Regions from separate parts of the Mus musculus genome. Here region 1 is linked to region 2. Evidence: chromatin contacts called from public Micro-C data. All regions are on one chromosome and are shown on one strand. Each heading gives the region's core, a stretch centred on a gene start, on an enhancer-like site or on the middle of the called end of the contact. The rest is flanking DNA. Distances are from core to core; before and after follow the strand shown.

Region 1 (3,447 bases), core at 475-2,974, 3.2 Mb after region 2:
CCCTCAAGAGACTTCAGGTTTCAAGGAGTGGGGAAGGTCTTGAGGGGTGGGGGGTGGGGAACATCCTCTTGGAGCCGGGGTTTTGGGGGGAGGAGGAGGTATGGGATGTGGAACAGTTAGAAGGCAGACCAGGAGGGGGATTAAAGAATTAAAAAAAAAAATGTTTTAAAGAAATTCTCTTTAATACAAGATAGTGCATGTTAGCAGTTTAGCCACTAGAGGGGAGTGTCGTTTCAAATGAACTAAGTCAACTCTTGGCAGCTAGCAAAAGAACCAACAGGAAAACAACCAGGAGAATCTAAAAGTTACTTATTTGCAGGGTGAACAGCTAAAATGTAGGTAACTCTGGCTGGGAAAAAAAAAATGCTTCAAGAAGAGAAGGGTTTCTGAAACTTTGTTAAGAGCTGTCAACAAAGGAATACACATGGCTCCAGCTGCATATGTAGCAGAGGATGGTCTTGTCATGGTATCAAGTGGAAGGAGAGGTCCTTGGTCCTATGAAGGTTGGATAGATGCCCCAGTGTAGGGGAATCAAAGGTGGGGAGGTGGGAGTGGGTGGGTGGGTGGAGGAACACCCTCTTAGAAGCAGGGGGAGAGATGTGATAGGGTGTTACAGGGAGGGGCGGGAAAGGGGATAACATGAAATGTAAATGAAAATATCCAATAAGAGAGAGAGAGAGGGAGAGAGAGAGAGAGGGAGAGAGAGAGAGAGATTGATTAACTATCTTTGCCAATACATGTTCTTATGGTCGACCTTCTCAGTAAGCATTAGGCAGGGGGAAGTGACCTAATGAATAGAATGCTAACCACTCAAAGGAAGACCTGAATTGGGATTCCCAACACCTGAGTAAAAGTAGCCTGGCTGTTGGGCTTGGGTGTGTGAGGCCATACCAGGCCGGGAGTCACAGTGGAAGACACTCCATGTTGAAGTCTGACCTCAATGTAAATACGAAAGGACTCTCTCTCTCTCTCTCTCTCTCTCTCTCTCTCTCTCTCTCTCTCTCTCTCTCTCTCTCTCTCTCACACACACACACACACACACACAGCGGGGTGGGAAATAGGGGGATGATAATGTAAACAAGTTAGTTATTAATAAATATAAAATTTTTGATCTAACTAAAGGGTGGCATATTTTCTTTGATGTATGAATTCCAGAATACTCTTAAAATTTAAATGTATCATTATACTGAAATGTCACTCAGTGAAAATGTGAATTTGCTATGTACTTTCACCTGTGTGCTTACTTGGTTTTGGATTTTTAAACTGACATTATCCTAGAAAAGTATTTTACCAATATGAGTTTGGAATTAGTCCAAAGTAAAATAAGGCAATAGTTTCAGGAAGACTTAAAACACAAACTCATCCCTATTCTTTCCCAGATGTGAGTATCATATGTATATACATATGATATTGATACATATACATATATATATTTATATATATATATTAAATAAAACAAATTCAATGACAGTCAAACATGAGGAGAAATCAGCATTGCGATTCACGCAGCTACTAACATGTCAGATTTCGTCTTTTCTCCAGTGTCACGTAACCCAAAGGCTGATGAGCACTTTACAGAGTCCCAGAGCTGGAGAGGCAGACCTAGGGGGCGCGGCGCCAGGTGATCCCAGCCCACACCGCCCTTCGCCTGCCTACTCGCAGCACCGCCCCTCGAGCTCCAAGGCGCGGGAGGAGCCTCGCGCGGCGTCGGGCGGCGCCTGTCCAGTCCCCGCAGCCTAGCGCGGGAGGCGGCGGGCGATGGAGAGCAGAGCCTGGGCTCCGGCTGTCCCCCAGTGCACTCTGCTGCTATCCCGCAGCTGAGCCGGGAGGCTCCGGCCCCGTGCGCCCTACCGTGGCCCCGCCACTATGGCTAGCATGTGGGCGCCGGAGCACTCTGCTGAAGCGCACAGCAACCTGTCAAGTACTACCGACGACTGCGGCTCCGTGTCCGTGGCCTTTCCCATCACCATGATGGTCACTGGCTTCGTGGGCAACGCGCTGGCCATGCTGCTCGTGTCGCGCAGCTACCGGCGCCGCGAGAGCAAGCGCAAGAAGTCTTTCCTGCTGTGCATTGGCTGGCTGGCGCTCACCGACTTAGTGGGGCAGCTCCTGACCAGCCCGGTGGTCATCCTCGTGTACCTGTCACAGCGACGCTGGGAGCAGCTCGACCCATCGGGGCGTCTGTGCACCTTCTTCGGGCTAACCATGACAGTGTTCGGGCTATCCTCGCTCCTGGTGGCCAGCGCCATGGCCGTGGAGCGCGCCCTGGCCATCCGTGCGCCGCACTGGTATGCCAGCCACATGAAGACTCGCGCCACGCGCGCGGTACTGCTGGGCGTGTGGCTGTCTGTGCTCGCCTTCGCGCTGCTGCCGGTGCTGGGCGTGGGCCGCTACAGCGTGCAGTGGCCGGGCACGTGGTGCTTCATCAGCACCGGGCCGGCGGGCAACGAGACAGACCCTGCGCGCGAGCCGGGCAGCGTGGCCTTTGCCTCCGCCTTCGCCTGCTTGGGCTTGCTGGCTCTGGTGGTGACCTTTGCCTGCAACCTGGCGACCATCAAAGCCCTGGTGTCCCGCTGTCGGGCCAAAGCCGCCGTCTCGCAGTCCAGCGCCCAGTGGGGCAGAATCACCACGGAGACGGCCATCCAGCTCATGGGGATCATGTGTGTGCTGTCCGTCTGTTGGTCGCCGCTATTGGTAAGTAGTTGGTAGAGTGGGGGCGTTTGTAGGGAGCCGTAAATGTAGGGAAACTTTCTGAAAGTGACTAGCACCCAGAATTCCTGCCGCTCATGCGGCCCCGGGTTGCAGCCTCCAGCCAAGAGCCTAAGCCGCTTGCGGAGCTTACAAGAGCTAGTCAAGTCGGTCCAGACTTGCCAGGCGCTTGTGAAGATGCAAACAGCCTAGGCACAGAGGTGGGTAGACGCTGCTCAAGCCAGTGCAGACTGATGTTTGCCCCTTGCGTTATAAGAGGAGGTATGATGACAACTCTAGCTCAACCTGCTAATCCCGCTGCGATGTTTGGGCACCTGGGAGCCAGGCAGGTCCTATGGCTTCAGCCGCACAGCAACTAACCTTCTTGGCAAACTGTCTTTCTGTTGCCAGCACTAAAGGTTCTCAGGTAGCTACTGTCTGCAGGGAGGGTCAGGAAGGCACAGATGCCGCAGCCCCCTAAGAAGCCGGGTACTGTGTACACCAAAGTGGAGGACTCTCCAGTAGCACACACACACACACACGCACTACCCCCCCCAACACACACACACTTGTGCCCCCCCCCCCCATCCTTATAGAGGAGTGAATCGCAGATCTCCGCAATTCCAGAGACAGGAGGTAAGGGTTTCTCGGTCCTTGGCATCGTATCCATCACAGAACTACCCAGAGGAAGCCATGCTTCCGCATGCTCCCTATCCCCAACTCTCACATGGTGTTTTTGAGGGTTTTTTTTTTTTTCCT
Region 2 (3,251 bases), core at 599-3,098:
GGTTTAATCGGATACTTGAAAGCTAATTACAGTGGGATTTAAGAAGCCTGGTGTTTGTTCCGACAATTTGAATGAAAATGCTTCAGATTAAACGGAGCCAGCAGCTCTTTGGTAAACTTGAAGCAATTAGAACCGTAAGCGATTTACACTGGTTTCTTTAAGGTGTGAATTGCCACTTAGTGCTCAGTAAGTCAACATTTTAGCTACTAAAGGATTAGTTTTAACCAGTGCAAAAGCGGGCCGAATAATGGAAATATCCAGCTGAATTTAATTTGTTCCATTAAAAAAAAAAAAAAACTCACCCAATGCGGGTCAGAATATTTTAGAGCACGCGGACGCGTCGCTCAAGTGTCCCCAATCCCTGGCTGCACTTTCAGTTTTGTTCTATAAACGAATGCAATCTCTCTGAGAAGTCTAGTTTAGGGCGAGTGGGTCCGCGGATTCCAGCAGCCCACACCCCTCGCTTTTGCGTCCCTTTGTCTCCTTTTCCTCTGTCTTCCGAAAGCTCCAGGTGAGCCAGCGGCCGCACGCCTGGGTAGCCCCGGCGCAGCTGCTCCCGGGCGCGTCTTCGTGGACAGAAAGCATCCAGACAGAAACGCTACCCGCAACCGTCAGACAAACACGAAGCCAGCACTACTCTGCCCATGTCCAGCCGATACCCCCACCCCGGCCCTGCTCTCCAACAGTTTAGGAACCGAGTTCCACCATAAAATGCGAGCACCCACGGGTCTTGCCTCCGGAGTAGGTGACAGCTTGCCAGGTCTCCCCGTTAGGCTCGCCTCGTACTGCGAAATTTGCCCTTTTGGTATTTCCAACGAAATCGTTCTTTTGTCCCTTTCTAAGAGCGGGCGGGCCCTGGAAGACTCAAGTCCCCAGGTCTGTCGCCGCCGGGTCTCAAGCCCCACATTCACCTTATCCGTGGCAAGAGCCAGCGTTCAGCAGAGCGCAGCCATTGGTATCTGGTGCCCTGAGACAAACACCTAGACCCCCGGCCCCTGCCCCAGACTGCCGCGAACAGCCCGTCACGTAGAATACAAGCAGGACTCACGTTGCCCCGTGAGCGTCTTAGGCTCCAGGTTTCGTCTCCCAAATTAGAGTGTCCATGCCTTAGGTTAAGTGAGCCCGTGGGGAGGGGACGGAGTGATTACTACCTAACGCTACTACGTAATAAAAAAAATTGTCAGGTCTGGAGACGAGGCAGTGACAGGTAGTTTCCCAGCCTGGTTTAGGGGCCGGACAACTCTCTTCTCTCAAGGAAACTCCTATTCAACAGATCCCGCCCGGTGTAGGCTCGCTTACCTTCTCGCGGGGAACCGCCAGCTCCGGCACTTCCTTTCCCTCCAGCTTACACACAAACATCTGATCGCTCTTCCAATACATGGCCCCGCAGGCGCTGCTCGTCACATACCAGCTCCAGAGGGTCAGAGGCTGTGGGTGTCCGCAGTGTCCCCTCCTCCGCCCCCAAAGGCCAAGGAAAGCTAACAGGCAGAACAGCGATGCCACCAGTGTGTCTTGTTCCAAAAAGGCCACAGTGACCGTAACCACTCTCTGACCCACTGTTCTTCCTCTCTCAGCCACACTAAGGCCTGTCCCTCCAGGAAAAGAGGGAAAGTTGTGTTTTCCAGAGGGTGGAACCTCGCAGAGAGGAGGGGGTGTGGGGGAAAAGTCTTTTCCTGAAGGGACAGCCTCACCTCCTTATGAAAAACCCGCCTTCTCTACATGTTAAGATCTTTATCTGCACCAGACAACTTACTCTGAGTTCAGTGTTAAAGGTGGGGGGGAATTGCGGATGTCCGTTAACTTGCCTTTTTTTTTTCTTTTTAAGAATAAGCTTTCTGCCTCTGAGTTGTCTTTAAATTCTCGCTCCCCAGCCAAAACCTAAACAAAGATTCGGGTTACAGCTCTTTCAGCGGCTCACGGAGGGAAAGCGGAGGTCTTCTGGATTCCCAAGTCTTAGGTCTCCCTAAATGCGCACCAATGGTTCTCTCTACATTTTCGAAAGGTTTTCCCGTTAAGATAATGAAGGGACAAACGAAGGACTAGATTTGATTCGCGACTAGATTTGAAATCAAGGATACAAGAAAAACGAAAGTATGTTACGATTTTTTTATTTTCTTTAATTCTAGACAAACGGTATGCCATAGATAGACTGCTGCGCACTCCACATTCCCGTGCTTAAGTGTGAACGTTTGAATGTGAGTAGGGTAGAGATAATTTTTATCTGAATTGGAAAGTGTGAGGTTTTTTGTTTGTTTGTTTATGAGGTCTCACTTTGTTTATAGAAGAAAAATTTTGTAAGAAGTTATTTTTTAATTACTTTTATTTATTTGTCCCTTTAGATAAGCAAAAGAGAAACGTTTGGAATTTAAGTGATATAAGAACATCCTGGAGTCAGTTTCTCAAGCCTTATAACAAAACCATGCTTTTGTTACCTTAGTTAGACAGAAATATATGTAGTGAAACACAAGGAAGAGCAATCTTACTCCCTTGTCTTATTTTAGCGGGAGAAGAAGAACCCAGACCAGCCATCAGGGGTAGTGGAGGGGCCAGCAGCAACTAATGCTGACCACACTTTCTCTGGACAAAATGAGCATTGGGGTGGGCAGGGATTAAAGGTTTTCTTTGATTGCCCCTTTCCTCCTTAAACACAGAGGACGTTTGAACATACGCCATCTCGGCTCTCCTTTTCAGCCATTACATACACTTTCATATTAGCACCCTCTGGCCGATGCCCATCAGGAGATCTCCATTAAATTTAGCGTGGAGTATGAGGGACCTGAGATTTAAGAATCGACTGTATTCTGGTAAAGCATAGAACGGTGGAGGTTTGGACCGACTGCCCGAAAAGCTAAATAGTGGTTGTTGTTGCTGCTGCTGCTTCTGTGGCTTCTGCTGCTGATTTTCGTCAAAAGCGAAAATCAGGAGTGGGTGAGGGAATCCACATAATAAAGTATTTTCCATACGATTCTGATCAGAGATGAGAGAGAGAGAGAGAGAGAGAGAGAGAGAGAGAGAGAGAGAGAGAGAGAGAGAGAGAGACTGGTGCGGAATGCTGGCTCCAGCAGGTCGGGCGTTGGACCGACTCCCTGGATGAGGAACTAAAACTAGAGTCTAGCTTGGAGAATTACTTACAGTCTTTTGTGCTAAGTATTGCAACGTAACTCTGAAGTTCCCTTTGCCTGCTAGCGAGAATGGTCTGTGCCGGTCATCTGGAGAGCCCAGCGCGCTAGAGCTTTTGGGGGACATAGGGA

What was found. A called contact is a pair of places that touch in the nucleus more often than the background predicts.
Region 1: a Micro-C map of embryonic stem cells shows a contact between it and region 2, with 3 times the contacts expected there. The contact joins the promoter of Ptger3 here to the promoter of AI606473 in region 2. A contact is called at or near these places in 1 of 39 promoter capture datasets (cranial neural crest) and 1 of 484 Hi-C or Micro-C datasets (embryonic stem cells).

Annotation. Positions count from the first base shown.
Region 1 is chr3:157,565,152-157,568,598 of GRCm38.p6, forward strand. It overlaps Ptger3 (prostaglandin E receptor 3 (subtype EP3)), which reads left to right and starts at 1,725. Exons shown (of 4, transcript NM_001359745.2): 1 at 1,725-2,694. The coding sequence starts at 1,867.
Region 2 is chr3:154,328,973-154,332,223 of GRCm38.p6, forward strand. AI606473 (expressed sequence AI606473) reads left to right here and starts at 1,849. Exons shown (of 3, transcript NR_040387.1): 1 at 1,849-2,091. It overlaps Lhx8 (LIM homeobox protein 8), which reads right to left and starts at 1,588. Exons shown (of 9, transcript NM_010713.2): 1 at 1,300-1,588. The coding sequence starts at 1,380.